Linked DNA regions of Sus scrofa: region 1 is linked to region 2. The links are chromatin contacts, called in public Hi-C maps. All regions are on one chromosome and are shown on one strand. The core of a region is the stretch at or near the end of the contact, and the rest is flanking DNA. Distances in the headings are between cores, read along the strand shown. Region 1 holds the start of CHCHD10 (coiled-coil-helix-coiled-coil-helix domain-containing protein 10, mitochondrial). Region 2 holds the start of DDT (D-dopachrome tautomerase).

Evidence for each region. A called contact is a pair of places that touch in the nucleus more often than the background predicts.
Region 1: a Hi-C map of liver shows a contact between it and region 2, with 5 times the contacts expected there. The contact joins the promoter of CHCHD10 here to the promoter of DDT in region 2. A contact is called at or near these places in 3 of 47 Hi-C or Micro-C datasets (heart right ventricle and liver) and 1 of 2 datasets of contacts at active chromatin or transcription factors (alveolar macrophages).

What each region holds. Positions count from the first base shown.
Region 1 is chr14:49,919,420-49,923,449 of Sscrofa11.1, reverse strand. CHCHD10 (coiled-coil-helix-coiled-coil-helix domain-containing protein 10, mitochondrial) reads right to left here and starts at 1,850. Exons shown (of 4, transcript XM_001929468.4): 1 at 1,685-1,850; 2 at 1,224-1,443; 3 at 216-363; 4 at 1-118. The coding sequence starts at 1,725. The coding sequence ends at 99.
Region 2 is chr14:49,790,683-49,794,808 of Sscrofa11.1, reverse strand. DDT (D-dopachrome tautomerase) reads left to right here and starts at 1,613. Exons shown (of 3, transcript NM_001243557.1): 1 at 1,613-1,758; 2 at 2,057-2,232; 3 at 3,774-4,015. The coding sequence starts at 1,651. The coding sequence ends at 3,846.

The sequences.
Region 1 (4,030 bases), core at 601-3,100, 130 kb before region 2:
TACCCCAGCTCTGTGGGTACAATCTGACATTGTAGTCGGGCTGTCAGTGAAAGGGTGGAGGTGGTGGGGGGCTGGCTCCTGAATCCACACCAGGCTCTTCAGGGAAGGGAGCTCAGACCTGCAGAGGGAGCAAGGGAGATGGCACAGGCTGGAGGTCAGCCCGCAGGTGCAGGGGGAAGGACACCCCTCCCACCCCCTGGAGCCACTGCGCTCACCATGGTTGTACTTGCACTGCTTCAGGGCCTCGCTGAAGCCCTCACACAAGGACAGGTCACTCTGGGTAGTGGAGCAGTCCAGGAACTGCCTGATCTCATAGGCGCAGGGCCCCATCTGCATGGGCTGGGGGGCAGCGTGGGCTGGGGCCTGGGGTACAGGGGAGGAGGCAGCAAGGTCAGCTAGGGGCTCGCACACAGAAGAGGACTCCACGCCTGGTGGTGCTGGCTGCCTCTACCCACACTCCCAGTCCCGCTGCCCAAAGGTCCCTGGAGGGTGAGTGACCTGGGCCAGTCTGCCCTGTTTAGCCATAGTGGCTCTGTCCTTGAAACAGGTGAACCTGCTGGTGCTGGTACAGATAGCATTCCCTGCTGCCTCATAACAGGCACACTGGGCAGGTGGAAGGGGGTGGGGAGGCGGAAGAAGGTTCTAGAAAAGTTCAGTGCTCTGCTGGAGTGCAAGCCCCACCCCCACAATTTCTAGCACCTTCCTAGCTCAGCCACACTGATCCTCATGACCCCTGACCCCGCCACTAAGCCTGAATGTGGATCAGGATTGGTAGGGTGCCTGGTGGGGGATAGGCCAACAGGGAACAGGCCCAAAGTCACTGGCTACCCTTCGCCCTTGGGTGCAGGGGCTCTGGGGCACACCTGGGGGTGGGAGAGCAGGGACTCAGGAACTTCAACATCTCTCTCTTCTACAGTGGTTAGGTGACCTTGGGCCAGTCTCTGAGCCCTAAGGGCCTTCATTTCCCCATCTTTAGAAGGCTGTTCGGTGTCTGTCCATGGAAATTTAGGGACCCTGGCCCCAGGGGAGGTGATGGGAGAGCCTGCTTGTGAGTGACCAGAGGCCAACAGTAGGGCGATGAATAGGACAAAGTCCTTGGCGGAGGAAGCTCTGGACACCTCCGACACTCCTCAAAGGACAGTCCTGGCTGGACATGCCTGAAGCTCCTGCTATGTGGCCCTGAGAGAAGGCGGTCTCAGTTTCCCTTGAGCCTAGTTGCTCACCTGCTGGGCAGCAGGCTGGGCGGGCTCTGAGCTCCCCCCACTGAAGGCTCCGGTCAGGGCGCTGCCCACGACGTGTCCCACAGCCGAGCCCACGGCTACTCCGGCAGCCGTGGACGCCATCTGCGCCATCAGGCCGGGCTGGCCCGACGGAGCGGTGGCAGGGGCTGCTGCCGAGGGCGGCGGGTGCGCGGGCAGGTGGGCAGAGGGCGCGGCGGCGCGGCTGCAAAGTAGGAGGTTAACAGGGTTAATCCTTGCCGGACTCCTGGCCGAGGGCCCCAGGTGCCTGCAGCTCGGGGGAGGCACCCTCTACCCCAGCCAGAGGGTGGGCGACCACCCGCGACTGCTGCACCATCGCCCTTCCCACGCCAAGATGGCGCAGCAGCCGCCAAGGTCACGCTGTCATGCCCTTGGGTGCCGCGTTTCCTCAGCCCCCTCCCCCTGGGGCCCTGTCCCAGTCACACCTGGCTGGCCGGGCGGCCACGCTGCGGCTCCCCCGGGGCATGGTCGCTTTGATGGGATCAGTCGAGCGACCGCGAAGGTGACGGCGGCGGCAGTTCTGGCTCGAGGACCAGCGCGGAGGCGCCTGTCACAGCCGGCGCAGCCGGGGCGGGGCCGCGGCGGGGCCACGCCCCCGGAAGGAGGAGCTGGACCCCGGGTCTTGCTGTACTTGCGCGGGTCCGTCGGTCTCTACCTTCCTGCTTCCCCTGGTGTCGGTGACCTGCGCCCTGGCTCCTGGCCCGAGCCGTGTGCGCCCTGGAGACGTGGGCCGCTGTCGCAGGGTGCCGAGGACGTACGCCGGGGCAACCAGCCTGGTCCTCCAGAGACCCCAGTGGAACGCAGGGAGCGGAGGGAGCTGGGGGCTGTCCCGAGCTCGGGGAGTAGGCACCAGGAGGCCAGGCCCTGCTCCTCTCCCTCCTATCAGACCGGCTCGCTGGCTGCGGCGTGGCCTCTGAGTCCCGGGTGGACGGACTGTGGCAGGGAAAAAGCACTCACCCAACCGCCCGCCAGAGGAGGTCTTGCGCCATCCCCCGACCCCGAATGCCCACCAGGGGGCGTCTCGACTCCTTCCCAGCAAAAGCCCAACCCGCAGCCTGCTCCCACTTAGGTGCGCTCAAGCCCGCGGTTTGGCCTTCCACCCCTCCCGATCCCTTGCCCCAAGGATGCAGCGCCAGACTCTGACAGCGTTCACGCAGTGTGTCCCTCCCAAAGGCCTTGACCTGAGCGCCTAGAGGTGTTTGAATGGGTTTGAATCCCGTGGCCTTGAATTCTAGAACCAAGAATCACCTTGGTTCTAGGCCCAGTGCAGGGCTGATGCAGGATCTTAGGATGCTGCCCAGCCCTTGAGGAACTCGAGGTTTTCAAGTTCTTCTTCTTTTTTTTTTTTTACCTGCTTTTTCGGGCTGCATATGTGCCATATGGAAGTTGCCAGGCTAGGAGTCCAGTTGGAACTGCAGCTGCCAGCCTATGTCACAGCAATAGCAACGTGGGATCCGAGCCACATCTGTGACCTACACCACAGCTCACAGCAATGTCAGACCCTTAACTCGCTGAGTGAGGCCAGGGATGTAAACCGCATCCTCATGGATACTAGTCAGCTTTGCTTCTGCTGAGCCACAACGGGAACTCCTTCATGATCTTTTCTGAGTGATTTCTCAGTGGTCATATTGTTATTGTTGGTGGGGAGGGGTCCTGACTTTTTACCCATCCTGGGTCCCCTACACCTGAGAGGCCTCCTGGCACCAGGTTTGTGGGTGGATGAAATTGCCCAGAGCAAAAGCATGGGAGGGGGTGCACCCAGGTGGGGAGATGAGGCCCCTCTGTGAGGAGATGGTGGGAGGGAAGGAGGGGAGAGGGGCCCGGCAGTGCCTGGCAGGGTTGGTTATGTCTGTACTATGTCCCTCTGTCTGTACCACAGAGTGCTCTCAGCCAGCCTGTGGGCCAGGGTCCTCCCTTGGCCCCCCCCTGGGCCTGGGCCTCAGTTTTCTCCCCTGAAGGGGGAGAGACCATCTACCTGGAGATGCAGGGAGCATGTTAAGGGTGGCTACTCTCTCATCACAGACATGCTAGGCCTGGTGGACCTCCACCTCTTTGGCTCATACAGTCCCCATCCACCTATTCCTATTTGCCAAACTAGGCTTATCAAGGTCTTCCTCTTACACGAAGCCCTCTGTGACCAGCCCATCTTGCTGTAACCATGGCTCACCCCTGTGGCCTGCCAGGTGGGTGGTTGTTACTGGAACCCCCATAACGGGTGGACTGAGGTCCCCCAAAGCATAGCCATGCACCCATAGAGGCACTTGGAGCCACTTAAGGTAGTTACACAAATGAATATTTTACTTTGTGTTTTCATAGGTATCAGAAAAAAATGTATAATTAGCTCATTAAATCCATGATTTCTTTTTATTTTATTTTTTTGTCTTTTTAGGGCTACACCTGTGGCACATGGAGGTTCCCAGGCTAGGGGTCTAATTGGAGATGTTGCTACCCGCCTACGCCAAAGCCACAGCAATACTAGATAAGAGCTGCATCTGCAACCTACACCACAGCTCATGGCAATGACGGATCCTGAACCCATGAGCCAGGCCAGGGATCAAACCCATGGTAGTCGGATTCGTTTCCACTGAGCCATGATGGGAAATCCCAATCCATTTCTTGACCAATATTGCTAACAAGAGGCTGAAGAAAGCGTTTCAATTATTTTATTTATTTATTTATTTATTGTCTTTTTAGGGCTGCATGTGGAAGTTCCCAGGCTAGGGGTTGGATGGAGCTGTAGCTGCTAGCCTACACCACAGCCACAGCAATGT
Region 2 (4,126 bases), core at 364-2,863:
TTCTGTGGGGAGAATCCTTGACCTTGCCCTAGGCCAAGTCAGGTACAGGGCTGGTTCTTGAACCTCCTTGCAGGGAGGGAAGTCTCAGGCTACTTCCTGACCCCCAGGTGCTATGGAGATGCTTTGCTCTCCCGTGCCTACTTGTAACCCAACCACTGCCTTCTCCATGCCCCATTCTGGGTCCCAGACTTGACACTTGACCCTCAGGATGGTCATAATCTACCTGTCTTGTGTCCTAGATATCTGAATCATCTAATAAACTGCTAAGGAGATAGGGTCATGGACAGACAGAGCCTCAGCCTGCCTGCCTCCTATGGAAGTTCTTTTCTTTTTTATTTTTTAAATTTTTTTGGCTGCACCCACAGCATGTGGAAGTTCCTGGACCAAGGATTGGACCCATGCCATAGCAGCAACTTGAACCATTGTATTGACAATGCTGAATCCTTAACCTGTTGCACAAGGGAACTCTGGAGGCTCCTTAAATATGCACCCTTACATAGAATTTCAGATGTATAACTGAAATTGTTCATATACATGTACACAATTTCATTTTTCATTTACAATTCAAACAACTTTGCAACGCTGATGAGTACCATGTTTAGTTTCGTCTTCCACTTTATTTATTTATTTGTTTATTTACTTACTTTTGCCATTTCTTGGGCCGCTCCCACGGCATATGGAGGTTCCCAGGTCGAATCGGAGCTATAGCCGCCAGCCTACACCAGAGCCACAGCAACGCGGAATCTGAGCCGCGTCTGCTACCTACACCACAGCTTACGGCAAAAACCACTGAGCAAGGCCAGGGATCGAACCCGCAACCTCATGGTTCCGAGTTGGATTCGTTAACCACTGAGTCACGGTGGGAACTCCTTTCACTTTTTAAATAACACCTTTTACTTCACTTGTAAAACTATAAAGTCCGTCCTATAAACATTGCTGGTAATTCAGTTGGGACCTGGCTCTTGCCCCCCTGGTGGGTGGTCCTTCACAGTGAGGCAAGGTTGCCTCAGGCACGAAGGGGCACAAAGGCAGATGTATGTAAGGGCCAGGTAGGGATGCAGTTAGCCCGAGGTTCTCTGCCCGCCCCACTGGAGCCCACACCTGCCACCAGGTCTCCTGATCTAGACCGGTGTAGATTCCCACATAGAACGCGAAGTTGCCTGACTGACATAGAGGTAACTCATTCAAAAAAATGTTAAGCCTCTGTAACGTTGTAAGGTTATTAGGATGGAGCCTGGGAAGGCTCCTACGGCTGTCCATGTTTGGGTGTTTTTAGCCATCTAAAACTGGTTAAAAAGCAGACGAGCACGGGAAACAGGTTGCAGCTACAGCGCCCGGGGAGTGGGCGGGACCCGACGCATGGGCGGGGCCGGGCCCGGCCAATGTCCCTTTGGGGATGGGGTTACGCGGTGCCGGCCGGGGTACAACACTTCCGGAAATCAGCGCTAGCGCTTGCAGAGGTTGGCTGCTGAGGCCGGGGGTGTGGCCTAGACAGCCCAGCGGAGGGCGCTGCGTGCCCGCCCAGCCAATGAGCGGCGGTTTTCCGCGGTGCCCCGCCCCTGCGCCTTGTGGCCCGACCCTCAGGAACACCAATCTGGACTCCGCAGGTCCTTTCTCCCTGGCCAATGTTCGCGCGCCTTCGCGCCAGACATGCCGTTCGTAGAGCTGGACACGAACTTGCCCGCCGACCGCTTGGCCGCAGGACTGGAGAAGCGGCTCTGCGCGGCCACCGCCTCCATCCTGGGCAAGCCTGAGGACGTGAGCATGGGCTAGGAAGCAGGGGGCGGGAGGCGGTTGGCGACCGAGGTAGAGCTCTGTCCGCGTCCGGCCTCTCCACTGCGACCCCGACTCTTTCGCGCTCGTCCGCCGCCCGCCAAGCTCTGACCTCTGGCTCTCCATGACCCACGGCCTCATCCCCACCTTTGCTCTGTGTCGCCTTGCCCAGTCGTGACCCCGACGTGCCCCAACGCTGATCCCGCGGGGCCGCCGCACTCCCCGGTCCTCCACACGATCCCGGTCTGTACCGGTCTCAGGCGAAACTTTTGTGTCCCCGCAGCGCGTGAACGTGACGGTGCGGCCCGGCCTGGTCATGGCGCTGAACGGCTCAGCAGAGCCTGCCGCGCAGCTGCTCGTCTCCTCCATCGGTGTGGTGGGCACAGCTGAGGAGAACCGCGTCCACAGCGCCCGCTTCTTCGAGTTCCTTACTAAGGAGCTAGACCTGGCCCAGGACCGGTGCGTAGGAGCTGGAGAGGACTCTTGGGACTGTTGCGCACTACTGAGGCCAGGGATCCGACCTCAGGGCTCCTCCTAAGGCTGGGGAAAAAAATAAATTCCTTACCCTGCCGAGAGAGAGGTTTGGTGCCTCAGGGCGCTGGTGGTGAGTCCACCTTGAGAGTGGGAGTAGAATTGTATGGGTGCCTGGCTCTGCAGTAGTCCCAGTGAACCTGGGCAGGGTGTGGCCTTTTGGACCTCAGGGCTTCCATCTGTGAAGCGGGAAGGCTTTTCTTTAACGGCTCCCTGGGGGCACTGCATGGATGGCAGTACACTGTACCTGACTTGGCACTTGGCACAGTAGGATGTTATTACCCTGACAAAACCATAAACACTTATATCTGCCTTCAGGCTTCTCCATGTCTTAGGAAAAAAATAGGAGTAATTTCCTAGAATTTCCCAAAGCTGGTCAGGACATACCCATGTCCTGAGGGTGTGACCTTTGGGCCTATGGTCCAACCAGGTCCCAGATGAGGTGCCATGGAGTAGTGGAAAGAGCATTGGCCTGAATGTCTGGAGACCTGGGAATGTCAGCTGGGGACCCAGACAAGCCTGGAAGTGAGGCTCTGGTTTGTAGCCTCCTCTTCTGTAGATGGAGGCACGGATTAGAAAATCCCCTGGAAGCCCCTACAGCTCCCAAATCTGGGATTCTGTGGCATGGTTAAAGCTTCTTCCTGGGTGAAAAATATCCCTGAGCCAAGTCCATGCCTATGAGAAACTAAGCGCAGGAGAAGCTTGAAAACCTTCCAGAATGGAGCCTTTGCTGGCCCAGAAAGGCTGGTGAAGAATGGTCACTTCCGGGGGATACTCAGACCTGGTCCTCGGGCTGGGGTGGTGGGGAATAATAATTCCAACAATGTTAACATGTAATTTGCCATGTGCCCCATACTCTGTAGGTAATTTACATTCATGATCCTTAGATATTTTGTTGCCCTCTTTATACCCCGCATGTGGACATGTCATCCTCATGAAGTGGATATCTCCATTATGCCTATTTACAGATGGGAAAACTGAGGTTGTCACATATACCTCCCCGGCTCCAGGCTATCCCAAGTATCCTGTTTCTTTACAAAGAACTTCCTATCACTTCATATTCACTCACTCCATAGACATCCTGGGGCAGGTGTTGTCCTGAGCCTGGCTTTCTTGAGCTAGGCTTTGAGAAAACAGCTGGCTGGTGCACTGCACGTTGCCCCCAGGGAGCCTGCAGTTTGAAAGAGAGAGCCCCCCCTCTGAACCCACAAGCTGAGCAGATAGTGGCCACAGAGGCTGCTCTGTTGAATGTCCTGGGTGGGTGATGATGTGCTATCACCATCCTGCCCCTAACATGCCTACGTCCAGGGTTGAGGGGAGAGTATTACTGGGGTGAGGCAAGCTTTCCAAGTGCCCGGTGGCCTAGGGCAGGCTGGCCTGGGAGCCCTTGGTGGGAGTACCTGGTGAGAGGTCTTGAAATGAAGCATTTGCCATGGAGTTGATGACATCTTTTTCTCTGTCTCCTGAAGGATAATTATCCGCTTTCTCCCTTTGGAGCCCTGGCAGATCGGCAAGAAAGGGACAATCATGACTTTTTTGTGATTGGCATGGAGGGCATCCAGGACATCTGTAAGCTGGCAGCCCCTTCCAGAGAGGTCTCCCGGCAGGGTGAGGGTCTGATGGATGCCAACTTCTGTCACCCCCACGTCCAGACATGCCTGTGACCTCACCTGACAAATAAACAAAAAAAGCTTTTGTCTCTCAGACATGATCTCTCTGCCTCCCTTTACTCTTCCCCAGCATTCTGGGCCACCCTGGGCAGCAAGGATAGTTTATCAGGTGGGGAACCTTAGGGAACATGGGAGGTGGGATGTTTCTGTCT